Linked DNA regions of Mus musculus: all the other regions are linked to region 1. A link is a contact called in public Hi-C, HiChIP or PLAC-seq and promoter capture Hi-C data. All regions are on one chromosome and are shown on one strand. Each heading gives the region's core, a stretch centred on a gene start, on an enhancer-like site or on the middle of the called end of the contact. The rest is flanking DNA. Distances are from core to core; before and after follow the strand shown. Region 1 holds the start of Efna5 (ephrin A5). Region 2 has its middle 78 kb from the start of Gm25800. Region 3 has its middle 45 kb from the start of Gm25800. Region 4 overlaps Fbxl17 (F-box and leucine-rich repeat protein 17). Region 5 has its middle 42 kb from the start of Gm25800. Region 6 overlaps Fbxl17 (F-box and leucine-rich repeat protein 17). Region 7 has its middle 89 kb from the start of Gm25800.

Region 1 (3,728 bases), core at 587-3,086:
GAGAGGGGAAAAAAAAAAAAACCGATCTGTAAGCAAACAGCAGGCCTCTCCCTGACTGGTTACTCCAATCACCCCCCACCCTCCAAGTAAACTGCATGGAGGGAGGGGGAGTGGGGAGGGGAGCAGCCCACATGACCTGGGCCGCGGAGGCAGCAGCGCCGGCGGCGCCTCCCCCTGCTCGGTCCGGAGCTCACCCCCCACGCTCGCGCCGCCTGCCAACCCAGCGCCCCGCGCAACACGCCCGGGCGGAGCCCCCCTCCCGCTGGCCCACGTCCACGTCCACGCGCGCGGGCTCGCGTGGTGCCGAGGCTGCTGCCGCCTGGGCCGCCGCGGCAGTCGGCTTTACACGCAGGTCATTAACGAGGGGGCGTGCCCGAGGAGATTTTTTTTCCCATAAAGCATTTTTTCTCTCCTTTTCTTTTTTTTTTTTTTTCCCTCCTCTTTTGCAAAACTGACTTTTCCCCTCCTTTCTACTTCTCGCCAGTCTTCCCAACCTCTCCAGGCTGCTCGCGCCGCTGCACTCAAGTTTATTTTCCCGCCTGGGCAGAGGTTTTAGGATTCGGTCGGTGGCTTTCACCTCTCGTTACTGCTGTGCCTAAGGAGGGAAGGAGGAGGCAGCTCCGGATCGGGAAGGTTTTCTGATGTAGTCATCGGGGAGGTGCCAGCAGCTCGCGTGTGCTCCCTCTCCCTTTTTCCCTCCCGGTTTCAAACTGATTGATGAATCTCTACAAGTTGCTGGGGTTGGGGCCGGAGAGGTCCGAGTCCCAGGGACACTTCTGAGAGCTCCCCCCCGGGGCTCTGGGCACGCCGTGCGGGGGTTCAGCCTCTCTCCCGGAAGGCGAACGGAGACTGTCATCAGCCCATCCCGGACTTGGAGGGCTCCATCCGAAAGTGATTGTTTCCCCTCTCGCTTCTCAGCCCGGCAGTTGGCTTGGCGTCGCCCTGCAGGTTTGGGCATCCCGGCCCCGCCTGGCTGGCTGGTTCACAACCTCTGCTCTTCATTCACTCCGCGGCACCCACACCCGGCCAAGACAAGCTAGCAGGAGAAATCCCCGACTCAGCCAGCGCCCGGGGGTGCCATCTCGCTCTGCCTCTGCGGTCGGACTCCTTTGGGGACCTGCTGGAAGACGTGAAGAGCCAAACTTTTCTTGGAGCCTTTTCCGAAGCAAGACCCGCTCCTCCTCTCCTCGCCTGAGCGCTCGGCTGCGGCTTTGGGCAGTTCCAGGACTCCGGCAGAGCCGGGCTTGCGGATCCAGATCGCCACTCTTCTCTGCGCACCTCCGGGTACCGCAGTCCACAGGACTCCTGCGAGCCTTGCGGGGGGTCGCCTGGCCAAGGCACAGAAGGGAGGCTCCGGACTGCTTCCAGCCTCCTGGGGACACCAGTGTGAGGACGCCCCCCCCCCCGCCCCCCTCCACACAGCGCCCTCCTCCTGCAGTTTCTCTCCGGCCGCCAAAGTAACTTGGAACAAAGCGGGGCGCACGGTGAGGGCCCAGCGCGGCGGAGGAAGCCCGTGCAGACCGCGGCGCCGACACTGAGCCGGGCCCGGCGGGCCGGTGTATGTCTCCCCGCAGCCGCGGCGCTCAACTCCCCGTGACTGTGCAGCGCGCGCCGCCGCCTGCCCCGACCCGCGCTGCCGCCGCCCGGCCCCGCACGCACCTCCCTCTCCCGGGGTGACCGGCTTGCAGCCGCCGCCCGAGACACAGCTCCGCACCCCTACCCCCGCCCTCGCCGCCGCCACCGCACACACGCACGCGTCTCTCCGTCTTGTGATTCTTCTCCCCTCCCGAGCCCTTCAGTGGGGGTGCGAGTTTGTCCCCCCGCCCCAGCCACTGCCTCCTTCTTCTCTCTCTCCTCTTCCTCTTCCTCCCGCGCTCGCCGCGCGCCTCTCGCCCCTTCATCGTATTTATTCCTATTTATTTGGCGTCCGCTCTCTTCGTCTGCCCCTCTCCCTCCCTCCCCCTGGATCCCCGATCTCTCCCCGGAGTGGCGCGTCGGGGGCTCCGCCGCTGGCTAGGCGTGATGTTGCACGTGGAGATGTTGACGCTGCTCTTTCTGGTGCTCTGGATGTGTGTGTTCAGCCAGGACCCGGGCTCCAAAGTCGTCGCCGACCGCTACGCCGTCTACTGGAACAGCAGCAACCCCAGGTAAGGTGGCCGGGGCGGGGGCGCCAAAAGCTCGGGCTCCGCGGGCCTGGGCCGGGAGCAGGGGACACGGCGGCCGGGAGCGGCGCGCACCAGCCGCAGGCAGCGCGCGCCCTCGGAGCCTGCGTCGCCAGACGCCGCTGGCCGCCCGGCGCCGGCGGGAAGCGCTCGCTCCGCGCCGCTCTTTGTTAAGCCAGGGCGGCAGGGCCGGCGGCTGCTAGCAATCCCCAGGGCTGCGCGGAGCCGCTGCCTCCGACCGGGTGCGGGGAAGACACGGGAATGGGCGGGAGCCCCGGACCCGGGCCATCGCTTCCCAGTCGGGGAGATTGGCCCGCACCTCCGGATCCCGGCTTAGAGCTTGGGTGCTGGTAGCCTCGGGTGCGTACTGCCAAGAGGTCCTCCCTGGAGCCTGGGGGGCGCGGGGCTGAGGCCGGGATCCTGATAGATAGCATCAAAGTTTTCTTTTTTTTTTAATTTTAAAATTTTTACTTAAACATAATGCCTTCTTTTACCTCCTTGCGCGCATAGAGAGAGCGCGTACCGGTTAGAGGGAAGCAAAGGGGGGTTGGAGGGATGGGTGAGTGGAAAGCGGAAGCTTTAGGGTTTAATGTTCTTTTTAACTGCGAGATAACTGTTAGGTGACCCCCCCCCCCCCCACACACACACCGCCAAGTCGGTCTAGGCCCATCGCGCTTGGCCCTGGAAAGGATTCTCCCAGCTCGGGCACCCTCCTTTCCCCCCCAGTGGGCTTAAGGTGCCAGAAAGTTTGATCGAATGCCGGGTTACGTCACGAGTGCAGAGCGAGCCGCTGGAGTTGGCAAGCCGGAAGGTGGGAGCCTTCGCCCCGGGGCCTGGCGCTGTGCAGCTGGAGGGACGCGCGTGGTTACCTGCGACAGCGTCTAGGCGACCCCAAAGCCTGCGGGCTTGGCGGGAGGCTGGAAGCGGGCGCCGGGGACTTCCTTAGCGCACGCTCTGGGCCCTAGCTTGCCGCAGCCACCCTGCGATCCTGGACCCCGGAGAGGGGAGGAGGGTCGTCCACAGCACCAGGCAGACCCTTTCTGGTCCGGGCTGCTCCCAAACCTTACTTTCTCCCGGATCTGGACCCAGCAGTCGGTCCCGCTGGGCCCACATCGCTCTGCTTTCAGCTGTGGGCTGGTAGTATTGGTGTGTTGTTCTGGGAGGGAGGCAGTGTCGCTTGTACCTAGGATCACAGGTTTTTCTCTGGGCTGAAGTGGAAGTTGTGAGGAAAGAGGCGGGAGACCGAGGACTGAGCCTGTGGTTGTGGCGCATCTAAAGCTCTAGGCGAGGGGGCCGGCGGACGCCTACAATTCAGTTTCCCACCAGCCCTTTCTAGCGCCTCCAGCTTTCCCTCTGTTATGAATTCAGAGGTTTTCCCGGTTGTCAAGGGTCAGCTGGGATGAAGAGCTGATTTCTCCAGGAACGCTCATGATTGCCCATCCTAGGGAGAAATCGCCCCACCCTGTTACTCCGGCCGGCCCAGTCACACCCAGGTAGCCTAAAGTGCTTGCCTAGCTCATCCTTGAAAGTTTGCGTTTTTTAATAAAAAGGGTGTCGTGGGGGTGG
Region 2 (3,728 bases), core at 885-3,384, 500 kb after region 1:
TTTTTGCTGAATCACTGATTCAGCAAGCTGAGCTTGCCACCAGGTCCTAGGAAGCTGCCTGTTTTGGTTTTGCAAAACCCACTGCTGTACCCAGCTTTCTCATGGGTACAGGAGATTTAAACTTACCTTTATGCTTGCATACGAGGCCTTTTAGCAACCGAGCCATCACATCAGCCCCTTAAGTGCAGCTGATTAACACTAGTATCTCTTTCTTCAGTCTGGTGGCCATCGAGTGGGGAGAAGCATATCTCAAGGCAGGACATGGGGATTCTGGATTGTGAATCCACAGTACGTGCATTTCTTGTGTTTACCGAGATGGTTCCAACCTCTAACAGATACCTGCTGTCTTGGTTCTCCAGATGCCCATTGGGTTGAGTCGCCAGGTGTGTAGGCCAGAGGTTTTGTTATAGTGTAAATCTGATTCATATTTAGCACCGGGAATGATGAAAAACATGGTTTGAAGAATATAAACTCGGAAGACAAGCTTGTAGAAAATATTTCAAATTAGATGTTTAAGTTTTAACTTGAAGACTCAACTTTGCCATTATGGTGTGGACGTTCGCTTTTATGAATATACGAAGTGATGCGATTTTATGAACTGGATGCTACCCTTCATTGTTTGTAAATTTCAATGGGAACTTTGCAAAAGTAAAAAAGAACTTATCAGATTTTTTTTTTGTGTGTGTGTTACCATCCATAAACTCATAGCAGTTCTACGAACAATGATTATGCTTCTGTTGAAGTTTTATGTGTATACATTTCAGTGACTGGGAAGTAAAACGAACTCTAAACCACTGCTAGCAAGAATAAATTGTCTTTCCGTTCCTGTTATAGAAAAAGATAGCATAAGAAGCAGTAAGAAAAAGTACAATTAAAATGGAAAGAAAGGCACTAAAGGAGTCTGAGAATATTATCAAATAAAAGTCTATCGTATAATTTTTCTAGATTTTGTAATCTTTTTATTTTTAGCTTCTTTAAGATATGTTTGTTTCTCACTCCTTTTCTTACATGAAATTGGTTTTCAGGCTCCTTTTTGCTTTCTTAATGGGGAGAGTTTCTAAAAGAGAGCTACTAACTTAATGTATGGTTATATGCCTTTCGACGTTGAGCAGTTCAGTCTTGCTGCTGACCTTGGCAACGGTGCTGTCTGTCTGTCTGTCTGTCTTGGGGACCTGCTCCTTGGTTGGTTCTGATTTGGTTGGTAATAGGCTACAGTTGTGAAAACCAGCACTTGACTCCATAGGATTTGCCCCCTAGAGTTTGGGAAACTCTAAGTTTGCTAGAATCCATTGCAAAGGTTTCATCTGCTTTTGGTTTGTGGGTTCTGAGCTCATGTTTTCCAAATGTCACATTTGGAATGCGAAACTCAGGAATTTTCAAGCATTTTGATCAAGCCATTGATTTTATTCATTGTCTTCTGTGTATGAAGAATTCACCATCTGAAGCTTCTTTGTAAGCATTCTGCTTTCTCCTTATATATTACGTTATGTAATCTCACTGAGCTGACATGTTCTTTGAAAGGCTAGGAGGGTTTGAGGATGTGTGTTTTGAGAAGAAAGGTGAAATCATTAGCTTTACTTTCTAAATATTTTAATAAGGCTACCGAAGCCTGGAATGCCATTTTTATTCAGCTATCTCTTGTTTTTCTGCCACAACTTAGCACTTATAGTGAATGGCAATACATATTAATAAGCAGGTTGCTTAATAAGACTCAGGTTAATGATTATAATTATTCCTACATGGTGTATGATGACAGTGTGTGCAAAAATATTCACTCCCAAAAAAAGCTACCCCCCTCCAAAAAAAAGCCCAAGGCTTTTACAGATAATTTTGATACCCAGTTGTTATCTAAGAAGGTTAATAGTGTTGTTATCCTTGGAGTCTCTCTCTCTGTCTCTCTCTGTCTCTGTCTGTCTCTGTGTCTCTGTCTCTGTCTCTCTCTCTCTCTCTCTCTGTCTCCTTCAAAAAAGTGAATATTTTAATTACCCGGGAATCATGTCTGTGGTCGAAATTCAGTGAGTGTACATGGGGGTAACTTTTCAGGAGAAACCCTCCAGTCTTGAAAACAAGAGCACCGTATAAATACTCCAAGATATACCCTGGTGCAGAGTCAATGACTCAGCTCAGTGTGTGACTGAAGTTGAGGTAAATGGAAGCGTCTGACTGACCACACCCAAAGAATGACATCATAAAGTGCTACTCTGTTTTTAACTGATTCAAAGTTTTGGCTTACATTCCACTTCTTAATCACTAGGCGTTTTACCTTTGGAGATGTGTTAAACATTTAAATCAGGGCTCTGGAGCAGAACACGATCGCCCTCCTGAGCCTGCCAAGGAAGGGCAAGACTTGAAGCTGGCCAAGGGAAGCAGTAGAGCGATGCACAGGCCTCTGACAGTGCAGTAGCATAGATCAGCTCTAGATTGTTCTGACCAAGATTTGCTAAAAATTTACTTTTTCAAATGAACTGGATAATTTGGGGTGGGGAAGTAGAATCTAATAGACAGGGAGATTCCCCCTCCTCTGGGCAGTGGGGGGACCCTGTAAACTTGAGATTATAGGAATTCCTTTTGTGAATTTTTCATGAATTAAAACACTCCTTCATTTAACTACAAAATATTTAGGGTTTAAATAAAAGTTCAAAAGGCACAACAGAGTGGAAGAGGGTGTGGTGGACATGATCTGTCTCTCAGGTTCCAGAAACTGCAAGTCCTACGTGTGAGCAATTTCCAGGCTTCTGCCCTGCTTCACACCACTTAATTTACTCTCAGAGTCTACAGTGCCTATCCCAGCTTTGGGTCCTGTGGGTGTTAATGGTCTTCATAAAGGCCATCCAATTTGTAGCACTTTCTAAGTGGCTCCTTTCCTTCTAAACCATTTCTTCTTCCCTTTCTGTCTCTCTTGGGTGTATCTGTGTCCCACCGGTTGCCTGAGATCTTATACAAACAACAATTATCAATGACAGTGTGTGTTAACTTTCTGTGGATATTTGAGTGTTACCAGTGACATTGTGAATTTCATGTATGTAATCTTCAGTATGTTTATCTATTTACATTTGGCTACCATAAATAAATTGTTTGCTGACTAGATGCATGGATCAATGGATATTAGAAAACCACTTGTAGATTTAAGTTACTTTGCAAAACTACCTCCAGAGGTCTGTGAGTATGGATGATATTCAGTACATATTTGTTAGTAGGAAATGAATGCTAAGCAATGAATACTATTTTTTGAAGAGTTAGGGGGTGGCCAACAGACATTCTCAATGCTCAGGCCTCTTAAATAATTCCCCGCTAAAACAATTAGATCTAAAAAAAATACTCTCTGGTTCTTACATTTAGTTAAAAAGAACAATTCTTAAGAATATGAGGACACAAATTAAGCTTATTAAAGAGTCAAAAATACATTATGTATAATGTCACACATAAGCATGTATGACAGAAATGTCTTCATTGTGCTTCATGGTGACCTTTTAGCATTTGTGTAAATTCTACTTGAGGTAATTCTGTTGAATCTCCTTAGCTCAACCACATTGAGCAGATAATAGTGAGGCATTGTCCAATATCAATGATATCAATACTTTTTGTCTAGAAAAAAAGTCAAGATGAATTTAAAATAAAAAGCCATCCAGTTGGTATTTATTATACACATGCAGCTATTTTTTTTTTTACAAATACATTTGTCTATGTGAAAGATGTATACCCTACTCATCATATGAGGGCAATCTTTG
Region 3 (3,728 bases), core at 450-2,949, 470 kb after region 1:
TTGTTTTCTTTAAGCTTATTGCCCCAGGGAAGGGGGATGCTAGAGGGTTAAGGTGGGGGTGGGTAGGTAGGTAGGTGAGTTCCCTTTTAGAAGTAAAGGGGAGGGTGGATGAAAGGCAGTTTGCAGAGGGGAGTCCAGGAAGGGGGGCAGTATTTGAAATGTAAATAAATAAAATAATCAGTAGAGAAGATGATGGTATCATGGTTGGCAATGAGAGAAATCAAAACTCTGTAAAATAATCTGAGTGCTCTTTCCTTTGTAACTCAGGAGAGATGTAAGTATTTTGAAACAAAAAAATACCTAAAGATTATATACCTTTGATGTAAAGACAGGAACTTAAATCTTCTGAAGGAAGTTCAGAAAAATGAATTATTTTGCTACGAAAGAAATGGAGATCTGTGTTTAAAAAATTGTTTTTATTTGTTATTTTATTTATTCCCCTTCCCAGTTTCCTATCCACAAACACCCAATGCCCCTTCTCCCATGCTTCTATGAGGGTGCTCCCCCATACACCCATCTACTCCTGCCTCAGCACCCTACATTTCCCTATGCTGGATCATGAGCCTCCACAGGACCAAGGGCCTCCCCTCCCATTAATGCCAGATAAGGCATTCCTCTGCTACATATGCAGCTGGAGCCGTGGTCCCCTCCATGTGTACTCTTTGGTTGGTGGTTTAGTCCCTGGGAGCTTGGGAATGTGTGTGTGGGGAAGGTTCCTGTCCTCAAACACACCAGAAGAAGTCATCAGATACCAATACAGATAGATGGTTGTGAGCCACCATGTGGTTGCTGGGAATTGAACTGAGGACCTCAGGAAGAGCAGTCAGTGCTTTTAACCGCTGAGCCACCTCTCCAACCCAAGATGGAAATTTATGGTTAGCAATGTCCTTCCAAACCTAATTCTCTGTCCTCTGGCAGTCATTGTGTCCTCTTGTAGGTGGTCTATGTTCCAGTAAACTATCTTATTTCCATGCACATACAGGCAGCAATAACTGGACTCAGTAGGTTACACAGGGGAGAAATGAAAAGAGGGTATGAAGTTGAGAGGTGAAGTAGGCAGTGATTGGTAGGATTTGGATGAGGGGTGAGGAGGGAGGAGTTATGACCACAACTTAGTGTACAAGTGTATGAACTCCTCAAAGCATAGGTAACATTTAAAATATTGTAAGAAAATCACTATAACAAAGAACATTCTTCCCGATTTTACTTCAGTAAAAGCCAGGGAGAGCAAAAAGTGTCTTAACAAAGTTGTTCCATTTAGACTCTGAGCCGGTGTTATTTAGGGAACTGTTCCCGAGGGAAGGAATTGAGAGAGAGATTTAAAGTGTAATAGCACCTACAGCATTTGCGAATTTGTCTTGTGAGTGGCCGTGCGGGTGTTGGGAAGGTCACAGTGTTGTTCAAGGTCTCTCAACCCAGAAGCCTGTGATTCAGCCTCCTTGTAGATAGCACGGGCCCCTGGGGATCAAGCGATTGCTATGAGAAATTCCCTGTTCTCCAAGTGCCTCCAACGAAGAGGCTAAAATAGATGACAGGGCAGCTTCATCTGGACGTAGGGCCGAAGGAAAGAGCTTTGGAAAGGCTGGCGGCATGCCTGATGGCAGGTAAACTTCCTTTTGGAGGACTGCCACTTGGACATTGAAAAAGGAACATGACTGAAAGTTGCAGTTGGGCAGCCCCAAACCAGGAACCTGTAAAACAATGCCTTGTCTCAAGTCTCAGCCGTGACTATGAAGTCATCTTTGGCTTACACTGGATAGGACCTGTTTTCTTTTTTTGACAGTGATAGAGTTATTTACCATGTAAAGTTTAAATTCCTACTGTGACACATAAGCATAGAACAAACTTAGGCATTTTAACACTTTTAAACATAGAGTTTAGTAATATTAACTTCACTGGCATTGTTCCACTGCCGTCTCCTGAGCTGTTTTATTTCTCTACAGTAGAACTCTCTAGCCACCGAACAATGACTCCTGATCCCCCCCAATAGAGTGTTTCATAATTAATCCTAGTAGGATGCAGTGCATAAGAAGACACGTATTACTAAGCTTTCCAAGAAGGGAAATTTAATTATGATCATTCTACCTTAGAGGAAATGTGTGGCAATCCATCAACTGCAGAAAAGGGTTAATTATGACTACAAGTTCTGGAGTATAAGAGAAAGATGCATCCTAATTTGAAAAAAAAATTAATATTTTTTTAAACAAGAAGCACTCAAACATAAAGAGGTGATTCTGCCTCTCCCTTAGGACTTAGGCACAACAGCATAGACAAGCTTTGGCTGGTAATATTTTCTTTTAAATTATTTTATTTCTGTTTTTTATACCCATGTGTATTTTGCCTGCACATCTTTGCACTGTATGCTGGCAGGTGGTAAAGTCCAGAAGGAGTCAGATCACCTGGAGTTATAGTCGTGAGCTATTTTGTGGGTGTCAGGAATTGTACCTGGATCCTCTGGAAGAGCAACCAGGGTTCTTACCTGCTGGCTGACTCCTCTCTCCAGGCACAGAAATATTTTCTCATCTATAACTATATGGTTGGTAGGCTGAACCGTAGTTTCAAGGATATGGTTTAAAATGTAGTTAGGAATTATACTGGTACAGCAAACTGGCAGTGTTAGTTTCCATGACCTCTAACCTAGGGTAGTTGGCCAACTGTGGTTTCCTTTATGATGAGCAAGGCTTAAGTCTTATTAGACAGTCATTGTTTACTACCAACATGTGAGTGACACTCATGTATCTTTAGGCATGTTTTGTCATGCTGGCCATTGTAGTTCATAGGCATCACAACTAGTTAGGCTATGGATTGCTTCTCTCCCTTGGTAGCTTGCATACTTTTTGATACCTTGGAACAGACAGAAGACTTTCCAGTTAGAGCCAGATGAAACCTTTTTCCAATGTGTACAATCTTTTCAGCAGTAAGGACTTGCTTTTAACCTCCGAGAGACAACCAAGTTGCAACAGCAATAACCTATATTATTTTGGGAGTTTCGTGGGCTATCCTGACTAACAATTCAAGTAGAGGTTTCTTAGGTTTAGTAACAATGATTTTGCTAGATAGACTATGACCTTTATTAGGAACGTTGTCATCCCAAGTAGAGTAACTTCAAGCTGTATATATGGATACATATATACTTAGATATATTGCACATAATTATAGGTAAATATAAATAATGTAATTTCTTGAGACTTTATCACACAAGCTTGGTGTTATTTCACCATCTCTCTTTCTCCTTCTGTATTGGCTTTCCCCTTCATCCCCAATTAGAGCTAACGCCCCATTTTTCCATTTCCCTTTTCTAATACTTTTATCTGGATATTCCCCTCCCAAGTCACCTCATCCTCTGGGATGCTTTATGCTTTCCTGTTTTTTTTTTTTCTTTTGTTGTTGGTTTGTTTGTTTTTGTTTTGTTTTGTGGTTACTCTCCATACTATATACTCAGCTCTGAGGATTGGGACCTAGGAATCTCAGATGAGAGAACAGGTGACATGAGTCTTCCTTGGTCTTACCTCATTCCATATAATCTTTTGTAGGCACATCCATTTGCCTGTAAATTTCATGAGTTCAGTTTTCTTTACTGCTGAATAGTATTCCACAGTGTATATGTGTAACATTTTTGTTGCCCATTTCTCTTCTGAGGATGTTCAGTTTGTTTTATTATGTAGATATTGTGATTAGGGCAGTGATGAACATGGATGAGCAAGTATCTGTGGAGGTGGATGTAGATT
Region 4 (3,728 bases), core at 614-3,113, 400 kb before region 1:
TACAACATACTTTACCGCTCCCCATTAGCAACTGTTATGACTTCTGTTTACTCTCTCAAGTCTGCCTTACGTTCGTCATAACAGTAAATATCACTGACAGAAAAAAAGACATGAGAAAATTTTTTTGTCATACGATTTTTCTGTCTCATAAAAGGTGTTATTTACATATTTCTGCTACATGTTCTTTAGATGTTTAAACATTAGTGATATCCAAAGAAAATGCATTCCTGAGGGGTGTTTGGCCTGAAGTATATTCTCAGGAAGGTTTTCATCTTCTGAGTTTTATGGTTGGCAGAGTACACCAGTGCAGACTGGGCAGTGGTGAACTTAAGTAGGCGTACTAAGGACAAGATCCCCCCTGCCCCCCCAGTGGCTGTGGCCCAGCCTCTGTCTCCAGATGCATAGAGCTGAGTTGCCTAGAGATCCACCCTTCACCATGTACACTTCAAATCAAAGCTCCAGTGTGAGCATTGTTCTCTCTTTATAGCTATAGAAACAGTGGCTCAGATATAAAGATCTTGACTTAAGTTCCAGGGAATGTTGAAATCAAGATAGATTCCAGTCTTCGTGATTGGAAAGCGATTTCCTTACCACATTCTTGATTTGTTGCCTCGATTCTAAAAATGGGAGAAATAGAGCTATTTTAGTCAAATGAAGTTAAACTCGTAATAATTTATTTTCCTAAGTTGAAACTGGAAATAATTTGGGGTTAACAACTTTAGTTTTCAAAAACAGTATATGTTACTTCTAACTTTGCGTGTTTGGGTGCTGGGATGTCTGATACTGTCATACAGCTTTCCATATTCCATATCCCCAAACCTCACTCTTTAAAAATGGAACTGCACGGCTGTAGAGATGGCTCAGCAGTTAAGAGGACAGGCTGCTCTTCTAGAGGTCATGAGTTCAATTCCCAGCAACCACCTGGTGGCTCACAACCATCTGTAATGGGATCTGATGCCCTCTTCTGATGTGTCAGGGATAACGTTCTCATATACATAAAAGTAAATAAATAAACCTTTAAAAACAAAACAAAACCAAAAACCAGAAATGCTTTAATTTGTAATGGCCACCTCTCAGAGGAAAAAAATTAAAAAATAAAACATGGTGTGTTTAACCCGCCATCCTTCAGATGATATGACAGGGTACAGTTCAGATGGACTCAGCTCATCTCACAGGAGCCCCAGCAACTTGTACTATGGTCTCACCCTGGGATATATGTTAGATGTGCTTTATTTTCTGATGTCTGTCTTGAAATGCAAACAAAATGTGTGTGTGTGTGTGTGTGTGTGTGTGTGTGTGTGTATGCAGCGGATATATGGATATATAGATATATCTCTATATCTCTCTCTGTCTCTATCTCTATCTCTGTCTCCGTGTCTGTCCATTCCCATTACATTTCTCCTGGATTTTTGAGTGCTGTATATAGGGCACCACAATTCTGTATTGTTAGTAGCTTTGGTGATTTTTCTTAATTAATGTAAAAGCCACTGGTTAGTATAATTGGAGAGTAGAAGTTGGTGCTTTCAATCTAGTATTTCCCCCATTGTATGTACAGTTAAGAACCACGAGAAAAGCATGCATGGAAAATTATGAACACAGTGTCTTTTCTAGATGACTAAGCATTTTCTCCTCTTTTGTGTTGGTTAATGTTGAACTAGAGCAACCCGGTGCATCAGTTCAGCTCAGAAGCCGTTTTCTAAACGAGAGGAATTGGCTGGGGACCGTTTCGCTAATAGTTACTGCCAGCAGCTGGATCCTGCATACAAAACACTTGTTCATGTTTTCCTTGACCTGCTTTGACTGGGCCTGGTGCTAACTTAGTACTGAATGGGTTCAGTCTGGTCTTTGGCAAGCATCATTTGGAGTAATGAATAGTATAACATCCAAAGGCTTAAATGCCCTGGCACCGGCCCTGTGTCAGTATGCTGAGCTAACCATGGCATTGTTCGGAAAGAAGGCCCTGGGTCTCTTTGGAAATAGAATCTTGGCTCGCGGACAGAGGTCTGTGTACACACATCGGCCTTCTCTGTGCTCTAGCTATGGCACTCATTCACAAGGAGACTGTGGAAGCAGAGTTCTGAAGAGGTTCTTGAGTGCCTCTGTGTACACCCCAAAAAGTAGCTGATAGAAAAACGGTATAGACCTACATTTTTATTTCTGTGAATTCACATCAAAGGCTTCAGGAACAACCTCCCTAAACTGGAGAGCAGCGTTGACACTCACTGCTTCTGCTCCTCCAAATCTCTCACCGAAAGCTGTTTTAATCACAGATTTTTGCTGTGGAACTTCGGATGTTCCGATTTTTTATGTTTACTGCTCCATCTGTATTTGTAGTGAAAGGTCTAAATTTGTCTCAGTTCATCTCCACTCCGGGACTGGTGGGATCTCATGAGCACTTCCCCCTGAATGCAAAGACACGAAGGAATGTTTTCAGCGCAAAGACCGAATGTGACATAACCACTTGCCTTTCTTTTCTGATTCTTAGTTTTGAAAATGGAATGTAAATTTCACAGTTAGAGTCTGTCAGAATGTACCTGAAGAATCTGGGCACATTACCATCATAGAAAGTCACGGAAACTCCTTGATGTGGATATGTAAATTACCCACAAGTGTGCATTTAAAATATCTTTATCCTGTGTTCCAAAACAAAACTGACAGGGTGCGGGTAGTTAGATAGAACCATGCAAAGCTTTCCTAGTTGAAATAGTTATGATTTTGATTTTTCACAAAACAATGATGAAATAGAAATATAATGGAGTAACTATGGCTGTTTGTTTACACAGCAGTTTGGGGAAGGGGAAGCAGGCCAGCACAGCCAGGAGTAGTCACGCATTGTGTCCTGGAAGTTGACTTATCAGCTTTCCAACAAACAAACACCAGTTCTCATAAGCTCCCCCAGTTGTTTTCCAGCAATTGAAGTTCTGTCATTCTATTGTGGCATCCGACTTAAGAGATGAAAACTCTCCAAACCCTGTGGTTTGTCACCACACCAGCTCTTACCGTGAGTAAGATAAAGCTGGCTTCACTGTTGACTAACTGGCCTCACTAAAGGCAGGGCTGGATTGGAGAAAATAGGTTCCTGCCACATGTTCCTGAGGTTGGTTGAAATAACACAGAGATTACCAGAAAGTCATTATGACACCTGCTAGATAACAAGTTGTTCATTTCATTAGCTAGTTTATCTATGCTATGTGGGATAGAGGACTAGAACTCGGGGAAACCTCGAATTTCTTTGTGAGTTGTTTACTAAAATAATTTATTTAAATTTTACATAGGTTGAATTTCTGCCACATAATGGGCATAAATGTTATTTATTCCTTTCTTCTTAACAATGGAGGAAATGTTAAATAAATGTCATGTGCTGTGATAGAAAATTTGCATCACCCTGAATTCTGATCTCAGCACTTTTTTTAAATACAGGTAGCATCTCTTTACAGTATAGTGTTATTTTGAGGTCTTCAAAAGTAGGGTTGTGGTAAACACTCTGAGAACATTATGGATATAAAAACACTTGGTTCACCCAGTTTGGACATGTGATGGTTGTTTGTTTGTTCTAACTTTGTGATACAGACCTGACTTTCATAGTCAGGAGCTTGGGTACCTGCTTCAGCATCATGGACACTGGGATTCCAGATGTGAACTGTCACCTGTGACTTTACAATTTTCAAAGGTAGCCTTGCTAGGTAGGCTAAACTGAGCTTCAACTTGTGTAAGTGCCGGGATGACAG
Region 5 (3,728 bases), core at 880-3,379, 380 kb after region 1:
TTTACAACATTGCTTGTCTAAAGAAGTACCAGTTATTTGGTGAGGAGCAAAGGTGATTTAAAAATGGCTCTGGGAGGGGCTGGCGAGATGGCTCAGTGGTTAAGAGCACCAACTGCTCTTCTGAAGGTCCCGAGTTCAAATCCCAGCAACCACATGGTGGCTCACAACCATCTGTAACAAAATCTGTTGCCCTCTTCTGGAGTATCTGAGGACAGCTACAGTGAACTTACATATAACAAATAAATAAATTAAAAAAAAATGGCTCTGGGAAGCTGCTCTAGCATGGAGCAACTGATGAATTAATTTTCTGGACAGGTTTAAAGGGAAATGAGTGAATTTGATGCAGGTGTAAGTGGGTGAGAGTCAGTGTCATGAGAGTGTGATCTTCGTGAACTTTGCCATTCAGTGACTTAAGGAATAGAAGTCTTTAAAAATGCTCCACTTCTATGATTGATTTGGAGATCCTGATTGCCTTAGTTAGGGTTTTGATTGCTATAAAAAATATTACCATCAAAAGCAACTTGAAGACAAAAAAGGGTTTATTTCTTCTTCTAGCTAATAAACAGGGTAGGAACTCAAGATAGGAACCTGGAGGCAGGAGCTGAGGCAGAAGCCATGGAGGTGTGCTGTTTACTGGCTCTGTTAGCATGGTGTGCCCAGCCTACCTTCTAACAAGTAACTAGGAGCACTGCCCAAGAGTAGTACTCCTCACAATGATCTTGACCTTCCCACATCAATCAAGGAAATGGCCTGTAGACTTGTCTACAGGGCAATCCTGTGATGGCATTTTTTTCAAATAAGATTTCCTCTTCCCAGATGACCCTAGCTTGTGTCAAGGTGACATAACAACTAGCCAGCACACTACTTGGTAAGACTGCCTCATTATTATCTCAGTGTAGTCACTAAATATCCAAATTCATTTACAGAGCAATTTATACAAGCCTGGTTTTTATGTAGTTTTAATGCTATATATAGGTGTTGAGGTGTTTACTTTAAGCACATTTTCTTGCAGTGTGACCTTAACGAATCTACTCATTTGAATTCAGGAAAAGTAAAAGAAAATACTGTATTTCTAGGGTTAATAAAGAAATAGCAAGTTATTTAATTTTTATGTTATTTTCATAGATAAAGCTATTGAACAGCATTTGTAATCTTTCTTTCTTTCTTTCTTTCTTTCTTTCTTTCTTTCTTTCTTTCCTTCTTTCCTTCCTTCCTTCCTTCCTTCCTTTCTCTCTTTCCTTCCTTTCTTTCTCTCCTTCCTTCCTTCCTTCCTTCCTTCCTTCCTTCCTTCCTTCCTTCCTTCCTTCTTTCCTTCCTTTTGTTCCTTCTCAATTCCAGAGAGGTGTCCAGGAGATTAAATCCAGAGCCTCACACAGAACAGATCTGCATTCTATCACTGAGCTACATGCCTAGTACCCTGCTTTGCTTTTTAAATGGATTTTAAATGTGATTGCTGACCTCAATATTTACTTCATTTAGAATTTGGTAAATGCTCTGGCACTTTAGAAAGACCTGGATTCTATATACTATATCCAGGGAAAGTTTCATTTGGATTTATGAGTAAACACTCAGCTATTCTCTTGGCCATTTGATGGTGATATGTGCCCATGACATGTATGTGTTTACTTTTGGGTTTATGTCTGTGCAGCCATTACTTTCTTGTTAGCCTTTACATTTTAAAGTTTCTACCATTATCCTTTCCAGACTATTGTACTAACTGATCAGGATCGTTTTGTGAAACTATCCAGTTATTCTGGTTTCCAACCCAGGAAGTGCATCTTACTCTACCCCAAGAAGGACAATATTTAGCATTCCAGTTCACAAATATGTACAAAAACCAATCCTTTATGAGTTCAGCTAAACTACCCACAGACCAGAAAAAAATTTAAAACAATGGAGGTGTAGCCAAGTAGTAAAGCTTTTCTTGCCCTTAGAATTTTCCGTTCCCAATGACCACGACTGTCAGTTTAAATAAATTCAACTGCAAAGTGGTATGTAAAGAAACAATGTTAATGGCTCCTCCAGAGTTCTTTCAAAGCATGTCCTCTTAGTTTAAAGATATATACATTGTGCAGAAGCAGCAGGAGCGGCATGAAACCAGGAAAAAAATATGAAAAAAGGAATAATGAATTATAGTGAAAGAATCTCAAAGTAGGACCAGCTGTGGAATAATTAGATTCAACTGCTAACAGGTGTGGGGACGAACCCACGAACAATGTTACCTTTTGTTAATGTGTCTTTTTGAAAGGATATTTGGTTGTAAAATTCTCAGAGCCCTGGGAGTGTTTGGAAGAAGGTTTTCATCTGTGTGTAGACATATAAACACTCATACACAATTCATCCATCTCTAACATATCTGTCCAAAATAAAGTTCATTTTCATTACAAATCTCCTTATATGATGGAAATAAATTAAATCTCCAAAACACATATACCATTGAGCAGTCTAGGGGAAATAAAAGGATAGTAGTATTTACAATCTGGTGTCCATGGGACTGGAGGGAAGGGTTAACCTATTGCGGCTGTGTTAAAAATGCCTAAGAGGAACAACTCATGGCATGGTAGATTCACTTTGATTCCATTTTAAGGTTTCAGTCAGTTGTGGCTTGGCTTCATGTTGGGGACCTGTAGCAGGTATAATTGTTAGAATGTGGATGCTCTGCCCCCATCATAGACTCCTATATTTTGATGCTTGGTTGCCAGTTGGTGGAACTGTGTGGCAAGGACTAGGAGGTGTGGCCTTGTTGGAGGAGGTGTGTTACTGGGGGTGAGTTTGGGGGTTTCAGAAACCCATGCCAGGCCCCATCTCATCTGCTCTACCTCATGCTTGTGAATCAGAAGTATCCCTTAGCTACCTCTTTAGCACCATGTCTGCCTGCTGTCATGTACCCCACCATGATGGTCATGGACTCTAAACCTTTGAAATCATACCACCCCAAATTGAACATTTTCTTTTCTACGTTTCCTTGGTTATGGTATTTTGTCCTGGCAATAGAGAAGTAATTAAGAAAGGAGATGAACAATCATAGCAAAGAATTTAGAACGAACAGCATTTCCCATTTCCTGGTCAGAAAGCAGAGAGACAGAGAGGAACTGTTACTCCTTCCTTCCAAGAGTATTCTTCTAGCGAAGTACTTCCTCTGAGCAGGCTGACAACTCCTTTCTAACACCCTGTTCAATTAAGAACTCACCAATGATCAAACCCATTGATGAACTTATCATTCTCATGATCCAATCAATAATGCCACCAGCTAGAGACTTGTTCTTTAACATATGTGCATTGGAAGAACCATTTTATACTCAAATCAATAGCATAGGGTTCCTTCACTCTACATTAAAACTTTAATTCTCAGGTGTGTTTTAAAAAGTCTTTCTGAGGTACACTAAAGTCTATGAATCTAGTGTGGTTTTGTTTTGTTTTTGTTTTATTTTATTTTTCTAGTTTTATAAAGAGTGTGATCAAAAACAGTCTTCTCCGAATTAAAATATTTACATTTTCCTTGGACTACCTCCACATGGGTATCTATAAAATGGAAATGCTATTGGCCTGATGTACTTGTTGTTGTTTCGGAGCAATAGCTCAAACTTCCCTGCGTGTATTAATCAGTTAGGAGCACATTAAAATGAACAATGCTTCAGTAGGTCTGGGTGGCTGGTATAGGTCTTCACCTCTTAGAAGCATCTGATGATTTTAATGCTGTAGGTCTGTGTAGTGGCTATTCCTGGTTG
Region 6 (3,728 bases), core at 783-3,282, 390 kb before region 1:
CTTGAGAGGAGCGACCACCTTTCCTGTTCCCTGCTTTACTCTGTTGCTATGGTTCTTTCAGTAGGGCTTGGGCCTCTGTCGGGTTTGGTGTGCTCCCTGTGACACCCTCGCTTGGCTGGTAAGTTGGTGGGAATATGAGTATAACTTCTGACATCACTAGGAGATATGACATCACAGCCAAGTCCCTGGTCCTCTGGCTCTTGCCTTCCTGTCTTCTGCCATGTTCCCTGAACCCTAGGCACGTGAGCATTTCCTGGATATATCCACTGGGACTTGGCTGTCTAAGTCTCCATTTCAGTTGTGGTTTTTCTGTACTGGTCTTGCTTTGATGCAAAGAACAGTTTAATAAGTATGTTTTGAGAATCAAAGAAAAGAGTAAAAAAAGAAGAAAGGGAGTAAATGGGGAGAGGAGGAGGAGAAGAACAAGGGGAGGGGAGGAGGGAGAGCCGAGGACCAAGTGCTTTGGAACTAAAGTGGTATCAGGTGGCTGATGAACAGTGGATGGCTAGCAGGCATTCCAGCGACCCTCACAGGCAGAGACGGCAGTGATGGCTTCTGTTCCGTGTCTAATTTGGAATAAGCTTACTGGACATAGAACACAAATGGAGCTTTTGGTTTTCAGTTGTTCCGTTCTGAAGTGGGTTGTTCTGCCATTATAGAGCAGTGTTATACCTCAGACACCATAAGGATAGGTAAAATGTGGTGAACTTGCAATCCTCAGACCTGCACTCCTTGTTTGGAGACGTGCCTTGAAGCCTCTTGCATGGCAGTCAAGTCACAGGCTACACTTGAGTAGTGCACTGATTTAGCGCTCAGGTCATGCATGCAGTAGTGGAGCTGGGTCTCAGTGGTGGAACTGAGGAAGTCCTAACGCTTTGAGAGTTTTGGTCTAAGTGTTTGAGTTTCTATGTAATTGCGGCTGCATTTTCACTACTGAGAAACCTCAGCTATTCAGCTTATTAAATAAAATGTTTCAGACATTCTCTATCTGCTTTTTCAGCAAAATTATGGAACATCTAGGGTTTATATATCTGAACTCGTTCTTTGAGGATTGCGTTTTATTTCCAGGAAGGTGCTTCCTTAAAGGAAAGCCACACTGCACGTGCAGGCACGGGGTGGTGAATGCTCTGGGCCTGGATCTCAGTGTTTGGAGGAGTTTATGGTTTGCTCACTCTGGAACTAGTCAGACTTAATTCTCTCAGGCTCCCCTGTGCACATAATAAGGACCAGAGGTAGAGGAAGCTGTCCAAAGCAAGCTCTGTGTTTTAATTAAGTGATGTTAACGTCAATACATCTCTGTTGTTAGAAGTGCTGAGATGTTAGCAGTTGAGGACGGTGTGCCCTAATGGGTTTACCATAACGAGCTCTGTTTGATTTACTCAATAGCTATGACAGGAACACAGGCAGCTGCTTCTCATTCCCTGGCTCCAAAGCAGTTGTAGTGATATGGTACATCCTGATTAAGTCACCTCTGTTGACTTTTCATTTTCTGGACTTTTCTTTCTAAATGTGGTGATGAAAAGGACTCTGGATTTCTCAGCATGAAAAATAAAACTGTAAGTAATAGAGACAGTCTGTTAAATACCTTCTAATAATGAATGTTTCTGAAGACTGCAGTGGTTTTCAAGAGCTTTGTACACTTCTTAGAGATTAGCACTGTCCTCATGAAAACTGTCAGTGCTAATCAAGTCAACACATTTAGGAAATACTTATACTTAAATACCATAACTTCAAAGTATTTTAATTTGATATATATGCCATGTATTCAAACAAACACCTTTAGGACAGTGTGGTGGTTTGAATATGAGTGATCCCCATAGGCTCAGATCTTTGATGGGTTAGGCATCAGGGAATGACAATATTTGAGAAAGATTAGGAGGTGTGGCTTTGTTGGAGAAAGAGTGTGTGTGTGTGTGTGGGGGGGGGGGGTGTTGAGGATTCAGAAACCTGTGCCAGGCACAGTTTCTCTTTACTTTCTTCCAGTGCGACCCCTCCCCCACACCTCCCAATTGTGAATCAGGATGTGGCTGCTTCTCTAACATCCCATTGTGCTTCTGCCTTGAGGATAACGAACTAAACCTCCAAAACTGTAAGCAAGCAAGTTAAATGCTTTCATTTGTAAGCCTTGAATGATCATGGTGTCTCTTCACAGTAGAGCAGTCACTCAGACACCAAAAGGAAGGCACTAACTTAGAGGGGACAGTTTCTGTATGAGACTGTTTCTACAGACCAAGGGAGTGTCCTCTATCTTCAAGATGTTTTTAGGTCCTCAGCACTGTAACCTTATTTTCAGGCATCTGCATGGGGGGAGTTTTAAAAGAACAGTGATCAACATTAGGAGTCACCAGCTCTCATTCTGTCTTCCCCCAGCTGTTAGGGGCATGGCGTCTTTTGAAACGAAGGAGGCAAAGAGACATCTGCTTTACCAGCTGGTTAGTTTAAGAGGAAGAAGAGGTCTGACTTCCTCCCTGGTCAGGCAGATCTCTCACTTGAATTACAGTTTCTGGCTTTCTAATGAAAATGATTCCCATTGTTACTCTTAACTGAGCTTATGTTTCTGCTTCATGCCTGTTGTGGCACAAAACATGTACATGAAAATCTATTAATACATACAATAAAAAGTAGCCTTTAATAATTATTTCCTCCCAAAATTGAAAAGTCCCCTTTGTTTGAAAAGTCCCCTTGTTTTTGCACATGCGCGCACACACACACACACACACACACACCACTCATTTCTCATTATCTTCTTTGACTTAAATATATGTACGTCACATTCATGTTTTCAAAATAAAATATGCATTCTTGTCTAGCCTAGATATAGACATATGCTAACTTGTTAAATTAACTCTAGGTCTCCTAATTAGTTTTTCTCCCTGCTTATAGAAATAAAAATTTTATTTTGAAGAACACAAATTAAAAGAAGAATAATTCATAACATTTTAAAGTTCATCTAGATGACAAAAAATGACTGGCGATCGTTATAGAAATTTGTCCCCCAGTTTATTAACAATTGTCCTTTTGACTTTGGCTGCCTCTAATTCTTTGTATTCATTCTATGAAAGTAAAAGATAGATTTTAGAGTCATTTACCTATGGCAGTATTTTTCCCTCTATTTTTCTTTTACTGAAAATCATTTCTTTTTTCATACAGTATATTCTGATATGGTTTCCCCTCTCACAACTTCTCCAAGTTTCTCCCTCACCTTTTTCCCATTAGAATTTACATCCTTTCTGTCCCTCCTTAGGAAGCAAGCAGGATATATATATATGTGTGTGTGTGTGTAAAATGAGGTTAACGATCTAAATATACCAGAATAGGACCAAACAGAGAGAGGGAGAGAACAAACCAGCCCTAGCAAAACCTTTTGAGACAGAGACCATCAAATGATGTCATTGGGTTTGCTTTACTTCAACCGTCTACTTCTGGGTATGGGGCCTGCTTTTAAGAGTGGTTCCTGTCCCCACTGAGACTCCCATGGAGAAAACTGAGTTTTCATTTGTAGTGATTATTAGTTGGAGGTAGCTTCTGGATTAGGCATGGGGGCTTGTGTTCACTTCTCTCAGTGCTGGGACTTCATCTGGCGCAGGCTTATGAAAGAACTGTGCATGCTGCCACAGTGTCTTTGGTTTCTATGTGCATCATTGATGGTGTGCTTAGACACCCTATTCTCTTCATACCTTCCATCCTCTTAGACTCTTGGCTTCCTTTTCCACAAGGTTTCCTGAACC
Region 7 (3,728 bases), core at 736-3,235, 340 kb after region 1:
CACTCAAAATTATAAGTATGAAGCCAGGAGGACGGAGCGGTCGCTGGGTGTTAAATAGTAAACATGTGTTTGGAATTGTTGGAGGGAGGAAGAGATCTCGTTGGGGGCGGGAGGAGGGGAGTGTGTTGAATCTATATAACGGCAGATGTAAAGATCAAAAAATGAAAATCACGGGTCCGAATTCAGGGGAAACACTTTGAAGTTTAAGTGTTTTCTTACCAGAGGAAACCAATTTCTCCAACTTTATTAACATAAAGTTGGGCTGAGTAAACTCGGGATGTGTGGATGAGCCCAGGCTGAAGCGTCGGAAAACACGAACAGATGGAAGACTGGGCTGTTCATGTTTTACTTCCTCATTCTCTTAGACGCTATGAGGAGAATCCAAACACAAACACAAAACCAAAATCCGAGCTGGGAAGACTTCTCAGGCCTAGGATTTCTGAGTAAAGGGCCATTCGGAATAATGGCGCCTCGCTGTGTAGGGTATATAATTACTCATATTTTCTGGCTTAAAAAAACCCCATGGTTGGTGGTGGGCTTGGGTAGTGGAACACAAGAAGGGAAGAATATTTGAGGGAGTGGAAATAGGAGGGGTGGGGGTTGTCAAGGGACACCAAAGCAGAGAGGAGCAAAGAGGCACTGGGGGAATTAGCAACAGTAAAAAGTTGTTTGAAAGAAGTGCCATAATGAAGCCCAATATTTTGTATGTTAATAAACTCACCCTGATTCTGTGTGAGTTAAGTATATCATGAGAATAGACTTATAAGATATTATCCCTTTTGCTAAATGGAAAAATACAAATCCATTCATGATATGAAATTATAACTAATGTCTGAAATTTTAATAATTTTGCTATTCCCCCTTTTAACGAGTGTTTGAGACTAATGGGGGTTTTGAAAGATTTCCTGGAAAAACCCTGCTTGCCCATAGAGCTTTAAAGCCACAGTATTATGTAGTTCCTTGAGATAATTCTTTTGCCTTTAAAACAGAAGTTCATGATCACCTCTCTCCTCCGGCTTCTCGTGAATGACTGGCTGGAGGGACTTAGCGTCTTCCCTTGCTGGGTGTGTCATAATGATCTCATTGAACAACATGTTGGGCGCTGTGAATTTGCTTCCATATGGAACGAGTTAGCAGATATTTAATTTCTAAAAATGTTTATGAAGTCTACAGCCCGTTGTTATTTTTAGGGAGGCCTGTTCAGATCTCTGCCAGACGATTGTTTCAGGACCCCTGAGTTCTCTTCTCATCTTGAAACTCCTCCAGAAGACATAACACCTTAAAACTGCGCTGAGTTTTGCAAAGGTGAATCTAAGAATTCATATTCTTCCCTCTACACTCAGTATTTTCCAATAGAGGTAACTTTGTACTTAGCCATTTAACAAATCCAATTTTTTAATTAAAAGATTGATATGTAACTTAGTTTTTGAATCAATGAGCAAAGATATCCATAACCAACAATGATATACATAACATTTGGAGAATCATAAAAAGCCCTTAGTAGATTTTTTTAAAGCTGATTTCAATTGATCTGTTCTTAGTACAGAGCTGAGCCTTGGAGACAATCTGCAGCTATGTTTACAATCTCATGGCCATTAGATGGTTTAAATTTCTTTTTAGCTGGTTAACTCAGAGCTACTCACATGTTAAGCTTTTTGTTTTGTTCTGTTTTGTTTAGTTGTTGTTGTTGTTGTTTTCTTTTAGGAGTCAGCCTCCATCACATCTTTTGAAAGCTATTGTGGGTAGATACTGAGCATGCACAAAAGTGGAGAGGTATTTAAATGGGATCAATTTACTTTTTAAAACAAGGTTGCAAAAACCGATTCTTATTCTCAATGAAATCTAAGTAAGGGAGATGATAAAATGTAGAAGTTGCCACATCTGTTTCTGCCTATTTAGAAACCTGTGTCTCTCCTGAGTTGTTCTTGTTCGATAATGTTCTTCTCATTACATGACTGCTTAGTCGGAGCTGGAAGAGACTATTGGAATTGCAAACACGCCAGTCTGCTGGCACCGGCGAAACGTATTGTGGGCGAAGCTTATCTCTGGGTGGCAATTTAAAGTGAGACAATTATGGAAAAAGGAAACGTCATGAGAAAGGAAGCTGGAAAAGGAAAATGATTCATGCAAGCAAGCACAATTTGGCTCCTGATTAGCTTAGTTGTGGGGATTGTAATAAGATCACACACCGTACCTGTTTGAAAAACATCACAGGCAAAGGGACTGAAATGTAAGAACTTGGCTTTTCTTCCTAAACTAGTAGGATTCACAGGAGTTCCTTCCTTCCCCGTTAAAACATTAATTTAAAAATAAAACGAATTTGTCAGTCTCAGGAACCAGTCCCCCTCTCTAGATGAAAAATAATTTTGTTTTGATTTATGCATTTAATATTTCACACTGGAAATGTAAAACTACAGCAGTTATTTTATAGTGACTGAGATCAGGAAATATGGGGGTAATTCATTATATTTATTATTTTTCTTTATAAAACTATAAATCAATGTTATTGAAAATTAAATGTATGGTCTACTCTGAGGGCATTTTTTGAGGTATAACAGTACTTTCCATGAGGCTTCGGAGGATCTGACAGCGACCTGAATTATTCATGAGCCTTGGATTTTTTTCCATCAACCTAATCAAATTAATAAAACAATTTCAATTCTAAAAGCTATTAATACTCTGCGGATGTGAGCAACAAGCATGAATTTGTCTGCACTTTCTTTTTGAATTTTGTAGTCTTCTGGGAGTCACCGAACTCAAAATAAATTGATTAAAAAAAAATGTGTAGCACCATCTATGGTCTCTGTTACTCTGTTCCTCCTGAGCCATGTGCTCATTTTTGCTGTTCCTTTGTCATCGAGTACTTCAGATGTGATGACTACCTGGGCCGTCTAAAGAGCCTTTAGAACTCCTTTTTAAAAGAAAGACATTTTAGACTAGTGTTTTAGTTCTTAGAATTAATTACCATCCTGTGCCCTGGATGCTTGAAGGCAAAAGTGGAATTGTAACATGTGATTAGACAAATATAAACAGCCATATAAAACAATTATAAAAGCATCAGAATTACATCACTGGGTTGGTGGGTGATAAGAAAATTCCTTAGTTGTCGCTGAACTGAAATGACTTGAAAAAAGTTGGCTCCTAAAAGCAGAACAGAAATAAATTAGTTACATAACCTCCATTGTTTAACCCAAACACAAGCGCAAACATTAGCGTGTGGGAAAAAAAATATTACTTCAGGATGGAAATCCAAAGAGAAATTTTTATGTAGATTCTTGAACCGTGTCTTCTTCTTTGCTTCTGTCAGACAGAAAGATTGTTCAGCTCGACCCCCTCCCTCTCCCCCCCTCGAGTCAATCCTCTTTGCTAGCTGACACCATGATATTAAAACATAATTCAGTTGACGACATTCCTAAGGGGATGTAGATAAAAAAGTGTAAGTATTCCACTTGTTGAAGATCTCACTTAACTCAGGGACAGAGTTGGGAGAGACCAGGAGAAGGAAGTGCTTTCGACTCCCAAGGGCTTCTCTGCCACGTTCCAGATGCGTTAAGCTGACTTTTAGCAAGGTCTGGGTGGCTGTCAACTTCAGGGTAGAGCCCTATACCAAACCCAAGGACAAGAGTGAGGTGCAATTGCCTTTCACCCAGACAGAAGGCATTGTCCTCTCCTGCAGTCACGGGGAGGTGCAGCGCTGGGAGATACAGCCTAGACCGTGCTCAGAATCT

Evidence for each region. Promoter capture Hi-C pulls out the DNA fragments that hold promoters and counts their contacts. Hi-C and Micro-C count contacts between places; a contact is called where the count stands out from the background. HiChIP or PLAC-seq counts read pairs in DNA pulled down with a chosen protein or histone mark.
Region 2: an H3K27ac HiChIP or PLAC-seq map of a colorectal cancer cell line shows a contact between it and region 1, with 23 times the contacts expected there. The contact joins the enhancer-like site here to the promoter of Efna5 in region 1. A contact is called at or near these places in 2 of 39 promoter capture datasets (both in liver), 1 of 15 datasets of contacts at CTCF or cohesin (the NIH/3T3 cell line), 2 of 484 Hi-C or Micro-C datasets (epidermal suprabasal cells and uterus) and 8 of 115 datasets of contacts at active chromatin or transcription factors (the NIH/3T3 cell line, cardiomyocytes, a colorectal cancer cell line and 4 more).
Region 3: a contact with region 1 is called in a Hi-C map of cardiomyocytes, with 2.3 times the contacts expected there. The contact joins the enhancer-like site here to the promoter of Efna5 in region 1. A contact is called at or near these places in 3 of 39 promoter capture datasets (embryonic stem cells, liver and pre-B cells), 1 of 484 Hi-C or Micro-C datasets (cardiomyocytes) and 8 of 115 datasets of contacts at active chromatin or transcription factors (the NIH/3T3 cell line, cardiomyocytes, craniofacial prominence and 5 more).
Region 4: a Hi-C map of cerebral cortex shows a contact between it and region 1, with 3 times the contacts expected there. The contact joins the enhancer-like site here to the promoter of Efna5 in region 1. A contact is called at or near these places in 9 of 39 promoter capture datasets (the C10 cell line, the HPC-7 cell line, hippocampal neurons and 4 more), 5 of 484 Hi-C or Micro-C datasets (cerebellar granule neurons, cerebral cortex, cortical neurons and 2 more) and 6 of 115 datasets of contacts at active chromatin or transcription factors (the 230-238 cell line, astrocytes, embryonic stem cells and 1 more).
Region 5: a promoter capture Hi-C map of second pharyngeal arch cranial neural crest shows a contact between it and region 1, with 4 times the contacts expected there. The contact joins the enhancer-like site here to the promoter of Efna5 in region 1. A contact is called at or near these places in 4 of 39 promoter capture datasets (the 3T3-L1 cell line, liver and second pharyngeal arch cranial neural crest), 1 of 15 datasets of contacts at CTCF or cohesin (the NIH/3T3 cell line), 3 of 484 Hi-C or Micro-C datasets (cerebellum, pancreatic cancer cells and reprogramming fibroblasts) and 13 of 115 datasets of contacts at active chromatin or transcription factors (the 230-238 cell line, the NIH/3T3 cell line, astrocytes and 9 more).
Region 6: a contact with region 1 is called in a Hi-C map of the N1E-115 cell line, with 5 times the contacts expected there. The contact joins the enhancer-like site here to the promoter of Efna5 in region 1. A contact is called at or near these places in 3 of 484 Hi-C or Micro-C datasets (the N1E-115 cell line, cerebral cortex and cortical neurons) and 3 of 115 datasets of contacts at active chromatin or transcription factors (the 230-238 cell line and neural progenitor cells).
Region 7: an H3K27ac HiChIP or PLAC-seq map of heart atrium shows a contact between it and region 1, with 6 times the contacts expected there. The contact joins the enhancer-like site here to the promoter of Efna5 in region 1. A contact is called at or near these places in 6 of 39 promoter capture datasets (embryonic stem cells, hippocampal neurons, liver and 2 more), 1 of 15 datasets of contacts at CTCF or cohesin (the NIH/3T3 cell line), 4 of 484 Hi-C or Micro-C datasets (cardiomyocytes, cerebral cortex, cortical neurons and 1 more) and 14 of 115 datasets of contacts at active chromatin or transcription factors (the NIH/3T3 cell line, T-cell acute lymphoblastic leukemia, a colorectal cancer cell line and 11 more).

The regions. Positions count from the first base shown.
Region 1 is chr17:62,879,425-62,883,152 of GRCm38.p6, reverse strand. Efna5 (ephrin A5) reads left to right here and starts at 1,836. Exons shown (of 5, transcript NM_207654.2): 1 at 1,836-2,147. The coding sequence starts at 2,023.
Region 2 is chr17:62,377,642-62,381,369 of GRCm38.p6, reverse strand. No RefSeq gene overlaps it. Among named protein-coding and RNA genes, the nearest start is that of Gm25800, 78 kb to the left of the region's middle. Within about 2 kb of position 2,134, at least 17 of the 459 cell types and tissues checked have an H3K27ac peak or open chromatin away from gene starts, as enhancers often do. A contact at or near this core is called in a colorectal cancer cell line, where this site is marked.
Region 3 is chr17:62,410,687-62,414,414 of GRCm38.p6, reverse strand. No RefSeq gene overlaps it. Among named protein-coding and RNA genes, the nearest start is that of Gm25800, 45 kb to the left of the region's middle. Within about 2 kb of position 1,699, at least 15 of the 459 cell types and tissues checked have an H3K27ac peak or open chromatin away from gene starts, as enhancers often do. A contact at or near this core is called in cardiomyocytes, where this site is marked.
Region 4 is chr17:63,283,621-63,287,348 of GRCm38.p6, reverse strand. The region is part of intron 6 of Fbxl17 (F-box and leucine-rich repeat protein 17); the gene reads left to right. It overlaps Gm41607, which reads left to right. Exons shown (of 1, transcript XM_017317745.2): 1 at 1-3,728. Among named protein-coding and RNA genes, the nearest start is that of Gm41607, 12 kb to the left of the region's middle. Within about 2 kb of position 1,863, at least 66 of the 459 cell types and tissues checked have an H3K27ac peak or open chromatin away from gene starts, as enhancers often do. A contact at or near this core is called in cerebral cortex, cortical neurons, forebrain and 3 more, where this site is marked.
Region 5 is chr17:62,496,947-62,500,674 of GRCm38.p6, reverse strand. No RefSeq gene overlaps it. Among named protein-coding and RNA genes, the nearest start is that of Gm25800, 42 kb to the right of the region's middle. Within about 2 kb of position 2,129, at least 2 of the 459 cell types and tissues checked have an H3K27ac peak or open chromatin away from gene starts, as enhancers often do. A contact at or near this core is called in second pharyngeal arch cranial neural crest, where this site is marked.
Region 6 is chr17:63,266,230-63,269,957 of GRCm38.p6, reverse strand. The region is part of intron 6 of Fbxl17 (F-box and leucine-rich repeat protein 17); the gene reads left to right. Among named protein-coding and RNA genes, the nearest start is that of Gm41607, 30 kb to the left of the region's middle. Within about 2 kb of position 2,032, at least 21 of the 459 cell types and tissues checked have an H3K27ac peak or open chromatin away from gene starts, as enhancers often do. A contact at or near this core is called in the N1E-115 cell line, where this site is marked.
Region 7 is chr17:62,543,843-62,547,570 of GRCm38.p6, reverse strand. No RefSeq gene overlaps it. Among named protein-coding and RNA genes, the nearest start is that of Gm25800, 89 kb to the right of the region's middle. Within about 2 kb of position 1,985, at least 19 of the 459 cell types and tissues checked have an H3K27ac peak or open chromatin away from gene starts, as enhancers often do. A contact at or near this core is called in heart atrium and pancreatic cancer cells, where this site is marked.